2 separate regions of the Mus musculus genome follow, and region 2 is linked to region 1. Evidence: chromatin contacts called from public Hi-C data. All regions are on one chromosome and are shown on one strand. The core of a region is the stretch at or near the end of the contact, and the rest is flanking DNA. Distances in the headings are between cores, read along the strand shown.

Evidence for each region. A called contact is a pair of places that touch in the nucleus more often than the background predicts.
Region 2: a Hi-C map of liver shows a contact between it and region 1, with 4 times the contacts expected there. The contact joins two enhancer-like sites. A contact is called at or near these places in 7 of 484 Hi-C or Micro-C datasets (the AML12 cell line, the C2C12 cell line, embryonic stem cells and 3 more).

What each region holds. Positions count from the first base shown.
Region 1 is chr11:112,215,085-112,222,007 of GRCm38.p6, forward strand. No RefSeq gene overlaps it. Among named protein-coding and RNA genes, the nearest start is that of Gm39461, 61 kb to the left of the region's middle. Within about 2 kb of position 4,422, at least 2 of the 459 cell types and tissues checked have an H3K27ac peak or open chromatin away from gene starts, as enhancers often do. A contact at or near this core is called in liver, where this site is marked.
Region 2 is chr11:113,141,613-113,148,535 of GRCm38.p6, forward strand. The region is part of intron 1 of 2610035D17Rik (RIKEN cDNA 2610035D17 gene); the gene reads right to left. The region is part of intron 1 of LOC115487747 (a long non-coding RNA gene); the gene reads right to left. Among named protein-coding and RNA genes, the nearest start is that of Gm39467, 11 kb to the left of the region's middle. Within about 2 kb of position 3,084, at least 94 of the 459 cell types and tissues checked have an H3K27ac peak or open chromatin away from gene starts, as enhancers often do. A contact at or near this core is called in liver, where this site is marked.

The sequences.
Region 1 (6,923 bases), core at 3,172-5,671:
CTGGAAAATTAGACCCACATAGGAGGTTGGAAGCTGCCTCGGGGAATATGGCTTCTTGTAAACACGAAATCATGAATGCCTTAATTTCTGTCTCATTATGTTCTAGTTGCCTAGCCGCAGCCTCAAGACAGTACTGACTACATTGGTATTCATACAGATGTAAAAATTGTCAATATTGTCACAAGCTTTTCTTAAGATTTCTTGAGAACCGTGTGCCCCACCCAGACTTGTTGGCTACCTTGCTTATTATGGGGCTGTGTATAAAGGGAACATGTACTGCTGAGTATACAGGCTGAAGAGATAGATGACTCAGTGGGTAAAAACGTTTCTAGCCCAAGTACAATCTCCAAAACTCACACCACAGAGACAGATGTACTGGTTTCACATCTGTAATCCCAGCACTCTACACATTGACATGGGAGGCAGAGACAGAAGAACCACCAGAAATCTCACAGGCCGGCAAACCTGGAGGACAAAATATGTCAGAAAAAAGGCTCTGACTAGGCAAGGTGGGAAAACTTGAATAGGCAACGTTGTTCTCTGAATTCAGTACATATGTTGTGGCATATGTGCACCTGTACACACACACATACACACACACACACACACACACACACACACAGAGAGAGAGAGAGAGAGAGAGAGAGAGACAAAAGAGAGAAACACCAAAAGTATTTGTATACTTATCTTTCTTTATCTATATCTGTCTACATATGTATATCCCTCTCTATATACATATATAAATAAATAGAAATAAACTTGTATTATTCAACATGAACCTAAGTTTCTGACCAGTCATGTTCTGAAACGAATTAAGTACCAACAAACATCTGATGGTTGTGGTAAACAAGACAACCTAGCTAGGGCATGATAATTTCCCATTTGTAGACTCTTAGGCAGGATCCAGAGTAATATCCATTGCAGTGCAGACAGAATTCTTGTTCAACACACATTCCATTAAAAGATATAATAGCTTCATTGCTGAAGGGATAAAAAGGAGGAGGGAACGGAGGGGGATGAAGAAAGGAAGAGGAGGAGGAGGAGGAGGAGGAGGAGGAGGAGGAGAGAGGGAGAGGGAGAGGGAGAGATGGTGGATTGCAGGCTAGGACTTTGAGTGACACTAAGAATTAAGAGGCCAGCATAATTCAGATCCAGCAGATACACTATTAATCTAGAGTTATTTTTTATGTTTGGTTAACTAGACAAGGCAACCAACAGGCATTTGGGACTGTGCATTTTCATCCAGTGGATTTCTACGGCACTTGCCCAAGATCCACAATCCTTAGCATAGTATCTATCTTTCCATTCTACTTCTTAAAACTTCCCTCTCATTTCACCACACCCCAACTGCTCCATCTTTCAGCTTTGAATTTCATATTGACCACCCTTCTAACTACATACTCAATGTCTGTTGTTCTTCGATTAAAAATCAGGATCTTTTGGAAACACTATATCCCCTGGTCCTCCTAGGCTCTGTTGCAGAATTTACACCCCATTCTCTGAGTTAATTTTCTCCTAAACATTGTCATCATTTGTTAACGTCTGCCTGCTGGCACACACGTTCTGTGGAAGGGGGAAAAATGTCTATCTTGTAGACCACTGAGGATTGGTCTTGACAAATGTGTTCTTGAGCCTTAAAAGAAATCAGAAAGTATAATTGACTGGTGTAGGGTAAAATAAATACAGCTTCTCTCTGAACTCTCTCCAGTAAATCATTACCTGGAATAATACAGACAACAGTGTGTGAGCAGGAAATGATTCTGGGTCAGTGCTGCTCCTGACATGGAAGGGGCACTGCTCCAAGGTTTTAGATTATTTTAGAGTCTTCTATCAAGTGAGTGTCCCCAAGACAACAGGCACAGCATTCAGGGTTTTGATAAAATGTTTTCCATACTTCTGTTATTAAGAGAATTTGCATAGCATATAAGAGTTCTCTCCTCTTATCCTTAGCCTTTGGAACCTATAATTTATAGAGTAGTGTTTTTAGAACATTAATCACAAAAGGCACTGAGGTACATCTGCCCCAAGGAAGCTGACCCACATAAGAGATGAAAGCTAATGATGTAGTTGCAGTAGAATAAGAAGACTTGAAATTATTAAGAAGGTAGACCCAGAGACATTCAATTTTGTAAAATCACTATGCTCTGTTGGGAAAATTTCAGAAGGGCTGCTCACAAGAAAATGGGCCCAGAAACAAAACATCCAGGTGGGCTTCAAAACAGGAAGAGAAAAAAAAGAGAGAGAAACGAAAGGAAAGAAAGAAAAGCCCAGAGTGAAGTTTGTTGCAAATGCAGGCAGATAGCTGAGGAATTAGAAGGCCAGGTTGGCTTGGGCAAGCAAACCACAACAATGGTCAGACTGATAAAGCCCCTGAGAAAACCTTTCCACTTCAAACCCTGTGCTCTGAAATCGTGCCCATTGCCTCTGCTGAGACAATCATATCTTCCAAGGAGAAGGATTCCAGGAGCTGTGGGAGAGTCGCAGAGGGGAAGAGTATCAGAATGTCCGCAGAGAATTGGAAGCCATGAGGGCAGGTGTAGAGTCCACTTCTAAACAAACAGCTGAGGGGAGTTTAAGGTAGCCTGAGAAGCCCCAGTGTGTTCTAATCAGCCAGAGGAAGGAGGGAGGCTGGAAAGCTGTCCTTTCTTTGTGAATGAATGCTTTGGTTTCATAAGTGGGTCCTTCAGGAATGGCTTTCTGCAAAGAATGAGGGAAACTATTCAAATCATCTGAAGATTGCATGTGGCTGTCTGAGCTGAGTGATATGTTTCTCACGGATATTTCATCTTTATGTTTCAAGATTTGGCTTAGCTTTATTCTAGCAATTTTTTCTTTTGTCTCTAGAATGTATGTATCTAACATAACAAAATAACAAACATTTACTGATTGGCCTTTGCCTCCAAACTGTCAGCTATCTGAAGTCATTTCTTGTTCAGTTGACTAATAAATTCTCTCTTTCATATGTGTGTGTATGTGTTTGTGTATACATATATGTATACACACAGATATACGATAAAGTGTAGATGTGTGTACGTATAGCTGTTGATTGAATATTAATTTACTTATGAGCTTATTGATTATCAATGCCAATTCATGTATCATCCGGCGTCACATTACCTGCACGTAGATGCATTTCCCTCTGTGGCTCCAGGATCATGATCACACACACACACACACACACACACACACACACACACACACACACTGGAGTAAGGCCCATTGGACAATTTCCCACTCCTTTTTAGGGTCATGTTTCTGGCTTTCTTTTTAAAGGTAGAGGGACTAAAGGCATCTATCCAGATAAGAGAAATTGATAGAACACGTATTTATTTGTTTATTCATTTATTCTTGTGTATGTGTGATATGTGTGTACACGTGCTTAAGTGTGTATATGTGTTGTACATGTATGTGATGTATTTATATGTATGTGTTGGTGCACATGCACATGTGTGTATGTGTACACGTAGGCCAAAGTTTGACATAGAATTGCTTTCTCAGGCCCTCTTCAGCTTAGTTTTTGAGACAGCACATCTCACTGAACTTCTAGTTATTTTTTTTTTATCTAAAGCAGGTCTCTGTTGAACTCTAGGGTGTCTCCTGTGTCTGCCCCTCCTCCTCAAAGTCTCAAGGCTATCTAGATGGGTATCATGCTGCCCAGATTTTGTGAGGTTGATGGGAATTTGAACTCAGATATCCATGCTTACACCATAAACATATAATTAACTGAGCTCTCTTCCCAACACTTGTTAGATCATTTGAATGCAACAGTAAATAATAATGTTCTTGCAAGGGAGGTCTGGCCTGAAAAAAAAATGGATGGACTCCCTGGCCTGCCAATCTATTAATGAGAGGAGCTGATCACATCTGTACACAAGTGAATTTTCAGGGGAAGCTATAATCACTCGTTTCATTAACTACTCAATTAATTTCAAGCCTAGAACTTTCAGTGGGATTCTCCTTAAACATGAAGAACTTTGTTATTGTATTTTGAAAATGAAACTGGCCTTCAGCATGTGGTTAGTCATGAAGAAAGGAACATTTTCAGGATAGCCATGGGTATTTTTAAAAATAGTGCCCACAAAAGGTCATGATATTGACGCAATTTTCCAAGGACTGGTTTCATTTTTTCCCTGCGAGTTGGTAATTAGGTCATTGGGCCACTTGTCCTCTGGACTGACCAGTGTCCTCTTAACAGGTTTGCTTCCAAAATTAGTCTTCTCCAGGGATTGTTAGTCTCTCTCGGCTTTTTAAAAGTTAATTTGGCTCTCCTCTAAGGTGCCAATTACACCTCCCTGGAAACTTCAATTTTCCATGTATTCATAGAGTCAGGATTCACCAATCGGCCCTACCACAGTCTGACTTTTCCACCATCCTGATTTGGCTGAACTAACTGGGAAAGACAGTTTATACTGTAGACTTTGGACATCTCACCCTGGAATCAGCCAAAGCTTTGGCAAGCATCATTTAGTTTTCATATGAGCAATCTCCCTGGAAATCAGGAAAACATTTCTGAGACATTGCCAGTATCTGCCCCAAGCTCATTTGATCCATGTCTATTGGTAGCTTGGCTGTTGCTCTTTCTAAGATGTATGTATGTACGTATGTATCTATGTATCTTTGCTTCAAGGGTAATGAACTACTTTCCCAGAGAAGGTGACTGAATTTAACCAGAAATACCAGTAGGCAGGCAGAAGAGAATAAAGTAAGAGGTTTCCCTAAAAGCTGAGGCCTGAGAGATGAATACTATTTAGAGTCAAATCACCCCCACAAAGTATACTGGTGTTATCAAGTCACGGGAACTGTTATCATCCACTGACACATAGACACAGTACGAAGAGCGGACCAGCTGTCCTCCTTCCCCATAGCTACCTGTTTGCTGTGCCCCTCCCTCCAAATCCAGAGAGTGATAAATTATCAGAGAAATTTAGTAGAAGGGACCCTGGACTAGGTCACCTGGGATACAGATGTAAGAAATATCTACTTCAGCAAAACACAAAATCGTTCAGTCCCCAACTTACAGTAAGTGCTGGTATAGTGTTTATGATAGTGTGTTGCCTTCCTCAACTGTCAGAGATCATCCTGCTTTTACTTAAGAAGAATGAGAGAGAGGAGAGAGAGAGAGAGAAAAGAAGAAGGAGGAGGAGGAGGAAGAGGAGGAGAACGAGGAGGAGGAAGGGAGGGAGGGAGAAAGAAAAAAAGAAAGAGAGAGAGAGGGAGGGAGAGAGAAATAACGAAAGAAAGAAAGAAAGAAAGAAAGAAAGAAAGAAAGAAAGAAAGAGAGAGAGAAAGGGAAAGAAAGAAAGAAAAGGAAAGTAAGAAAGAGAAGGAAAGAAAGAAAACAAGAAAGAAAGAAAGAAAGAAAGAAAGAAAGAAAGAAAGAAAGAAAGAAAGAAAGAAAGGAAGGAAGGAAGAAAGAAAGAAAGAAAGATAAGGAAAGAAAGAAAGAATGAAAGAGAGAGAGAAAGAAAGAAAGAGAGGGAGAGAGAAAGAAAGAAAGAAAGAAAGAAAGAAAGAAAGAAAGGATGAAAGAAAGAAAGAAAGAATATTTTCACAAAACAAATTGCTACCTCAAATTATAGTCCAGAGTTTTCCAGGAGAAACGATTTTACATTTTTCCAAGAAGTTAAGTTCTGAGCCTTGTGTGATGGCTCACTTGGTGAAGGAGCTTGCAGTCATGCCTGAGGAACTGAATTTCCCCCTAGAAACCACTTGGTAGAAATAAAAAATTGACTCATGTAAGTTGTTTCTTGGCCTCCACATAAGTAACAGGACACAGAGTACACACACACTCACACAGAGCAAGCTAGCCTTGAACTCATTATATAGACCAGGACATACACGGGGGGGGGGGGGAGAAAGAGAGAGAATGTAATTAAAATTACTTAAAAATTACTTTTTATGATAATGCAGACATATGGTTGAACATGTTCCCTGTGTTTCTCATGTGCACAGAATTCCCACACTTAAGTCCTTTGCTATTAATCAAGACAATTTCATTCTTTTAAAAAAAGGCAATTTTAGGCCGGGCGTGGTGGCACATGCCTTTAATCCCAGCACTAGGGAGGCAGGGGCAGGTGGATTTCTGAATTCGAGGCCAGCCTGGTCTACAAAGTGAGTTCCAGGACAGCCAGAGCTATACAGAGAAACCCTGTCTCAAACCACCCCCCCCAAAAAAGGCAATTTCATGCAAATTTTGATAAAGTAATAGAAATCATTGATTGTTGCTATATCTAGAATTTTCATAATGCCTCTTTCCAACTGCATGTAATCAGTTCAGACAAGTATAACTTTTTCTTACTTTCTGCATTGAAAACTAAGGGGAATTAAAATAAACTATAGACCAGAGTTTCAAAAAAAATGACACTTTTATTTGGAAAAAAAGAGCTTAATTATGATCACTCAGATGTGGATATTTAGCAGACAGTTTTTCAAAATGAGTGCAACAAATCTGTCACTCCCAGGAAAACAAGAGGCAGCGTTTGTTTGCAATGTTAAACTATAGATGTTGCATGCTAAGCAATGGTACCAGTAGAGCAGGCTTTATTCTAACCATAAAATATAAGCTTTCCAGTGAAAAATGAAGACGTGGGGAGGAAACATCACTATCGCACACACTTGACAGCATGTCATTAGTGCAGACCCTTTGCCATGACTGCTGATGGCAAAACAGTGTGACTGTCTCATACAATGAGGTTTGTCAATATTTAATAGATCTAAGTAACTTAATGAACTAATATTCTTCCCATGACCATGTACACTATGGAACAACATGATAGGGGCTGGAAGACCCATTCAGGAGGGTTAAGATGATATCTCTCTCTCTCTCTCTCTCTCTCTCTCTGTGTGTGTGTGTGTGTGTGTGTGTGTGTGTTTGAATTATGTGTGAGCATGGGTGTATTTTTGCTTCTATGCATGAGTGCCTT
Region 2 (6,923 bases), core at 1,834-4,333, 930 kb after region 1:
GTTTTTTGGGTTTTTTGTTTTTTGAGACAGGGTTTCTCTGTGTAGTCCTGGCTGTCCTGGAACTCACTCTGTAGACCAGGCTGGCCGTGAACTCAGAAATCTGCCTACCTCTGCCTCCCGAGTGCTGGGATTAAAGGCGTGCGCCACCACACCCGGCTAACCACATTATATCTTAAGGGTCCACCAAAAAACAAACTGACATAGTAACTATGAGAGGTAATTGATGTGCCGGTTATTTTGATTATAGTAATCATTTCACTATGTGTGCACATTGTGTGGATGAATATATATTTGTGGATATATGTGAATATATATCATATCGTCCCATCATGTGTAATCTTTGAATAGATTCTATTTTATTTGTCAAGTGTACTTCATCAAAGCTCTAAAATGAGCGAAAATAAAAACAAGACTTTCTCTGTTTGGCTGATGCTCACCTTAGCAAGTACAGGCCCAACATGTCCCTGCAATGAGAGGTAAAATCCTTAGAAATCAGAGCTCTATTTCCCACAGTCTTTTTTAGGGAGAAATGGTACACTTGTCTAAAATGTATGAGTCTATCTAAAGATGTTGCCACTTATGTGACTCACTCTTATCAACCGATATTGAAATGCAAGTGAAACTGGAATATTCTGGATTTGTAGGGAAGTGGGCTCTACCATGGGCAGAATCTAATCAAAGGGCCTCTACTCAAATACAACTTAGTGTGGTTGGGCAACCGGGAACTCCACGAGTTCAGAAACAGACCTCTTTGGGGGTGATGCAGATGGGGGGACGGGAGGGGGCAGCCAGCAAGTACAGCAAGCTCCAGGTAGGATCTCACAAAGACACTGGCAGAGTACCGGGAATTCCACTTAGGACCATGTCACAGGATAAGTAAGTTCCCAACACTCAGGTTTTCAAGTTTTCTTTCTATTCCAGTGGCAGTAGGTGGGCATTAAAGACCCCAGGGTTTGCTTTAGGACAACTGCTGAGAAAATGATAACCTTAGGAAGTCCTTAGGGGTATTTCTGTCTGGTCCCCCAAATCAGAGAACAAGATGAGTATCTTAAAAACAGCCACACGTTTCTGCCCTCTGAAAACCACCAACAGACACGTTGTTTTCAGACTCTGTATTTATCAATGTAAATAACTTTGAGAATACTCCAGAGTTTCTAATCTGGTTTCCTTAGTTCATCTGGTCTACCTGGGGACACTGAAGAAGTATATGTGGCTAGGCACAGGAACCATGGCTTCTAGGAAGAAGAGCTATCCCCTCCCCTCCTCTCAGGTTCTCCTGCTGCACAGAGAGAGAGCTAGGCACCTCCCATATTTCCTGTAGAGTAGAGAAGAGAAGGGAAGGATCCACTGTGAAATATGAGACCCTTCCAGAGATAAATGCAAGGGTAGGCAAACCCAGTGAAGTAGCACAAGAATCTAAGAGTGCTGAAAGAGTCGGGCAGAGGGAGCACTGTGGGTGACTGCCAATCTTTCAAGTCTTCCCTGCCCCTCTCAGAGGATAAGTAGGGTGATTTACTTTCTGGGTTGTAAGCAGAGTGGAGGAGGGTGGGAGAGCTTCTATGCCAGATGATTCTGGAAGCAGCCTGCCCTCACCACCCAGGCCATCCCAGGGCAGATGACAGACGGTATGAGCTGTTGGGAGCTGTGAGGTGTTCAGCTCCTACGCCAGTCTTCTCCAGAAGGGGCTGAATTTGGGTGCCTATGTTCACAGTTTCCTTCGTGTGGACATAGTCCAGATGCCATAAAGGTTAGCCATAGTGTGGGCAGGTGTCATTCACTCAATAGCCCAAGAGCCTGCTGTCAACCAGACATTGGGGACACAATGTGGACTAAACCCAGTCACCTCCCCAGCATAGTGGTGGGGACCGATGTTGACTAAGCAAACATAATAAATATAGAAGTCCAAATTGGGATGCTCTTTCCAACTGTTGGCAATCTGCAGTATAAGGTAGCCAACAAACTCAAGACAGCCATGATGGAGCTGGACCCTGCCAAAGAAACTCTTGATCTGCCCTTGACTCTGGATAAGTTAAGCCTCTTTCTCGGCTACAAAATGGGTCACCAAAGAGACACACATTTCAGGAATTAGCTAACTGAAAAACCTCGATAACAGCTAGCTTGTGTTAGCAGAAGGAACTTCTGGACGTTAAGATGTTAAGTTGTTGAGGCTCAGAATGTCTCTTAGCACAGTCTAGAGACCCCCCACTCATCTCTTCCCCAGCAGCCAGACCTGGGCTTTCCTCATCTCTCAGGAGACTCTGATAGACTTCTTCCAGCTGACTCCAGCCAGAACCTCTGAGCACTGCCATTATTACAGTCCTGGGTCTCTTTAAGCAGCCACTGCCAGCACTGTGGGGGATTCGTGGTGATTCAGCCCTGGCCCAGTGAGCTGGACACACAATCGCTCAGCCAGGATATGGCCATGAGCCCACAAGCCGCTGCGAGGAGACAAAGCTGTTCTTGGGCCTTCTAAAGTTCCCCCTGACCCCTGCTGTGTTCGATGGGCAGGCATATTCTGTCCAGCCTCTATCCCCAAGGTGGACTAAGGCTGGCTTCACTCTCTTGGGGGCTTGAAGGCAAGACAATTGTTCCAGCAGAGAAATCAGACAACTGACAGAAAACAAAAACAAAAAAGAAAAAAGAAAGAAAACCAAGCATGTTTCCATCTCCCTTCACGAAGCTTATCTGTGCGGAGGCCCCGTCTCTGCTCATGTCCTCTTTGGATGGGGAGGAGGGGCAGCAAAGGGGCTTTATCAGACTCATTCAAATGTGCTGCTGGTCCTGGGAGCTCAGGAATACGGCTTTGAGGGCTGCCTGGCCAGTTTCCATCCTGTTTCCAAGCAACCTGACATGCAATCCATCCATCGGAACCTTATCACGGAGTCAGTGAGCCGGAAGGCGCTGAAGAGCTCTCTGCCCGGACTCCCTACACCAAAGCCTGAGGGGAGACTCCTGGAGATTGGAAAAGAAGGTACAGTCTTTGCCCAGGGCTCACAGTGACCCCAAGAATTAGAGAGTAAGACCAGGACTGGTGGTGCAGGCCAAGGGTCCTGGACGCTCAGGACGCTGTAGCACAGAGATCAAAAGATCAAGGTCTCTCTGGGCTGGAGTGAATTCAAGGCCAACCTGGGAACTTAGTGTGACCCTGTCCCAGGGACTGAAAATGGAAACTGGGCAGTAGCTAAGTGAGGAGAGGTTGTCTGGCATATGGTGAGCCCTACATTCAACCCCAGGTAATGGGAGAATGACACAAAAAAACAGGGAGAGAGGGCTGAAGGAGGGAGGGGGAAAGAGAGAGAGAGAGAGAAGGAAGGAGGGAAGAGAAAGAGAGGGAGAGAGGAAGGGGAGAGAGAGAGGAGGGAGAGAGAAGGAGGGGAAGAAGAGAGGAAATGGAGGGAGGGAAGGAAGGAGGGAGGGGACCTAGATTTGAGCAGAGCTGAGGCCAGGTAGCTCACTTCAGGACCCTGCCCACTTATTCGCCTTCTTGTTTCCCGGTGCAGTTCACACAAGGGTCTTGTAAGAATATGCTCTGGGAAGGAAGAGCAAGCATGTTAGATCTCCTTTTGCCTCTCTTGTAGCTATGACCACCCTTAAAATGCACAGGCAAAGATCTAACAGTGTTCCTTCAGTTTCCCCAAAGCAGAAAGCAAAGGGGTCCTTCACCTGTGTCTGTCACCAAGGCTACTTCTCATTTTGCTTGAAACGGCTGCAGTTCAAGACCTGTTGACATCCCATGTGCTGAAGCCCCTGAGCACAGTGCTGGCAGTGGCTGCTTTAAGAGTCCCAGGGTTGTAATAATGGCAGTGATCAGAGGTTTGGGCTGGAGTCAGCTGTGAACTCAGAGTCACAGTGTTCCAAGCCTGCTTCTCAGGAGGACCTTAGACAGAAAAGCCTGCCCTAAAAGTCAAACTGCACTAAACACCAACTGAGGATGGTTATTACTGTATATACACCACACAGCACCAATTCTGACTCGAAAATAAAGTGCACAGCATCCCCTTTTCTGATGAAAACTACACACATCTATACTCACAATGGCACAGAGATGCTATGAAAGAAATGGACAGCGTTTTGTTTTGAGTATGTGACACTTATTTTTTTAAATTTGAGAAAAAAATGAAAGCTCCCTCCTTTAGGATACAAAACGTGAGTTCAAAGAGCCAAGCAAGGCAATAACTGACCTCCTCTGGGTCCTTCCCCAGGAAGATGCTTGACCAAAAGGCCACTGAACACTGGCCAAGAATGGGCGCCACAGCTGGGCAGTGGGCCCCACCCAGAGGGCAGCCCACCCCCTCCCTTTACACCACAAGACACACAGGCCAAGGGCCAATGATCCCCAGGCATGAAACCAAATGAACAAAGAGGTTACACAACTCCGTAATCACATGAGAGCCAAGATGGGACCTGACATCATAAGACCACCAAAGTCTCCCCAGCCTTTAGTGTGAGCTCATAGGATAAATAAACAACCGTGATTAATCAGATTATAAATATATAACAATAAACAGCATAAACATAATAATCAACTTCTCAGAACCATACTTGAGTCCATAAAGTTAGCTTTCTGCCAACATACAAAGGGGCAAGAGGCTCAGGGGGACCTATGAATCCTTTTCTACTTTCTGGAACCCATTGCATGTCACCCAAGATTAATACACCTGTGGCCATGGCCCTGCAAGGTCAGCTTGGTGAAACTGAAACACGAGAGAATGTAAAATGGCTGTGGATTGGGACAAAGTCCAAAGACAGGATGGCAAAAGAAAAATGAGAAAAAAAAGAAAGAAGAAACAGGGCCACTTAGTTGCTGTTTTGGGTAGAAGCAAGACTTCCTCTTTGTCCCAGATCTGAGTCCTGAAAACTACAAATGTGCATCTAATTTAAAGACACGCTGAAGTCCTATGAACTTTCTAGAATTTTCCAAACGCTCAAAAATCATGGCAAACATCAACAGGGTAGAAGTGGAGGGTTCCATACTGATAATTTCTTGAGTCCAGATTTTACTGATAGCCAGTAGGTTGTACATATCCATATCACAGGTACCAGACCCAGTGACTGACTGCTGTTAGTGAACTCACCATGGCCCTGGAGGTGGATCACCCATCTTGTTCTGTGGGTGGAGATACCAACATCACAAAGCCAGGCGACTGTAGAGCCAGGACTCCAACCCCACACCCTAATGTTATACATGACTTTCACATGATATGTCAGGTTTGGAAACAGAACCTGGGAGGACAGTAACTGTGGGAAGAAGGAAAAGAGAGACCTGGCCGTTTCAGCAAATTAGGAATGACCTCGCTGAACACACGGAGGTGGGGGGGGGGACGACTCAGCCATTGACGGTGACACCAGGAGCTCATGCCAGGAATAAGGAGCTGCTGCCAGAGACAAGTTGAGTCACCCACCAGCTCCTACCAGTCGCCACACTGTTCCTTGGAAGACCTGGGTTTTGGAAGGCAAACATGGATGGCAGGACCTTGACGCTATCCTGCTCAGTAAGAGGAACACAGGGCACACAGCGATGCTGTGTGGCAAATCCATGCATGGCACAGACGAACAGTGCGGTGGTTGCTATGGGTGGGGCAGACTACCTGGTGAGGATGGGGACAAGGGCCTGATGGGTGTGCCCTTTCCTTTGGAATGGTATGTGTCTATGTCCAAACCCTTCAAAATTGCGTCTATCAAGTACATGCAACTTTTGCATAGCAATTATAGCTTAAGAAAGGCGACAGTGGTAAGAACTATACTATACTGTGAATGTCCTTATTGCAGCTGAATTATACTGTGCAAAATGGTTAAAACTGTTGATTTGATATTATATGCATTCTGCCACAGCTAAAAAGGAAGCAACTCTCTGTTAAAGAGCCTCTGACCTTGTTCAATCAAGCATGAGACGTATGCATGGAGCCAGGGCTCGGGCTCTGTGACCACTGGGCTCAGAACTGGACGTTCCCCTAAGACCCTCAAGTTTATACAGTCATGTTTAGAGAGAGGGTGGGGCAGGCGGGAGGAAAGGAAGGAGGGCGCCAGCAGCCAGCTGCTGGCCAGGAGCTAGAGCGGCCTCCTGGGCTCAGGCAGCCCGCACCCTGCAGCCCCCTGGCCTCGGCCCACCTGGCAGGCACCATGGCTACTTTCATGAGGCTGGGAGCCCAGTGTCCTTGGTCTGCATTAGAGAGTCAACAACCATTTATCTGGACCAGGCGAACAAGGCGGCGTCAGTGGCAGAACTGACAATATTTAATGACTGGGGGTGGGGACACTTTGTAGGTTGGAGGAAGGCTGGAAGGAAAGGAACCAGAGAGCGTGCTGAGAACTCTGGGGAAATTCTGTGTGGGGGTGGGGGTGGGGGTGGGGAGAGAGATAAAAGGGGCTATAAAGCAATTTTGACAGGTTAACAGACAGGTAATATTCTAGCAGTGTTTACTTAACCAGGCTAGCGCTTCATGCAGCGCAGAGGAAGCTAGGGCACGAGAGCCTGGGCAGCCGAAGCCTGCAGGCAAACAAAGATCCAGTCAGAGAAAACCAAATACAGCCAGGCCCATGCTGGCAGCCCTGTGGCCTCTCCTCCGGCTCGGAAGCCACCCGGAGATGCTTCCGGGACACCCATCTGTGAGCGAACTTCCAGCCTGGTTCTTCCAGGTACCGCCACGTGGAACATAGCCTGGCTTCTAACTGCCTTGTCAGACCACCAGATCCACGTGTCCACCTCAGAGACTCATCTTAGAGGGCCGGACTTTGAGCTAGGTTTCGTGGCCCCGGCCTGTAATCTCAACACTGGTAGACTGAGGTGGGAGGGCTATATATTCAAGGGAGGAATCACATAGGCAACTTGAGGTACACAGCAAGACCCGACCCTGTTATCTAAAAACAAAACTCAAAGTAACACAATAGCTAACTAAGCAAGGTGACATGGCCCCACCAGTGTC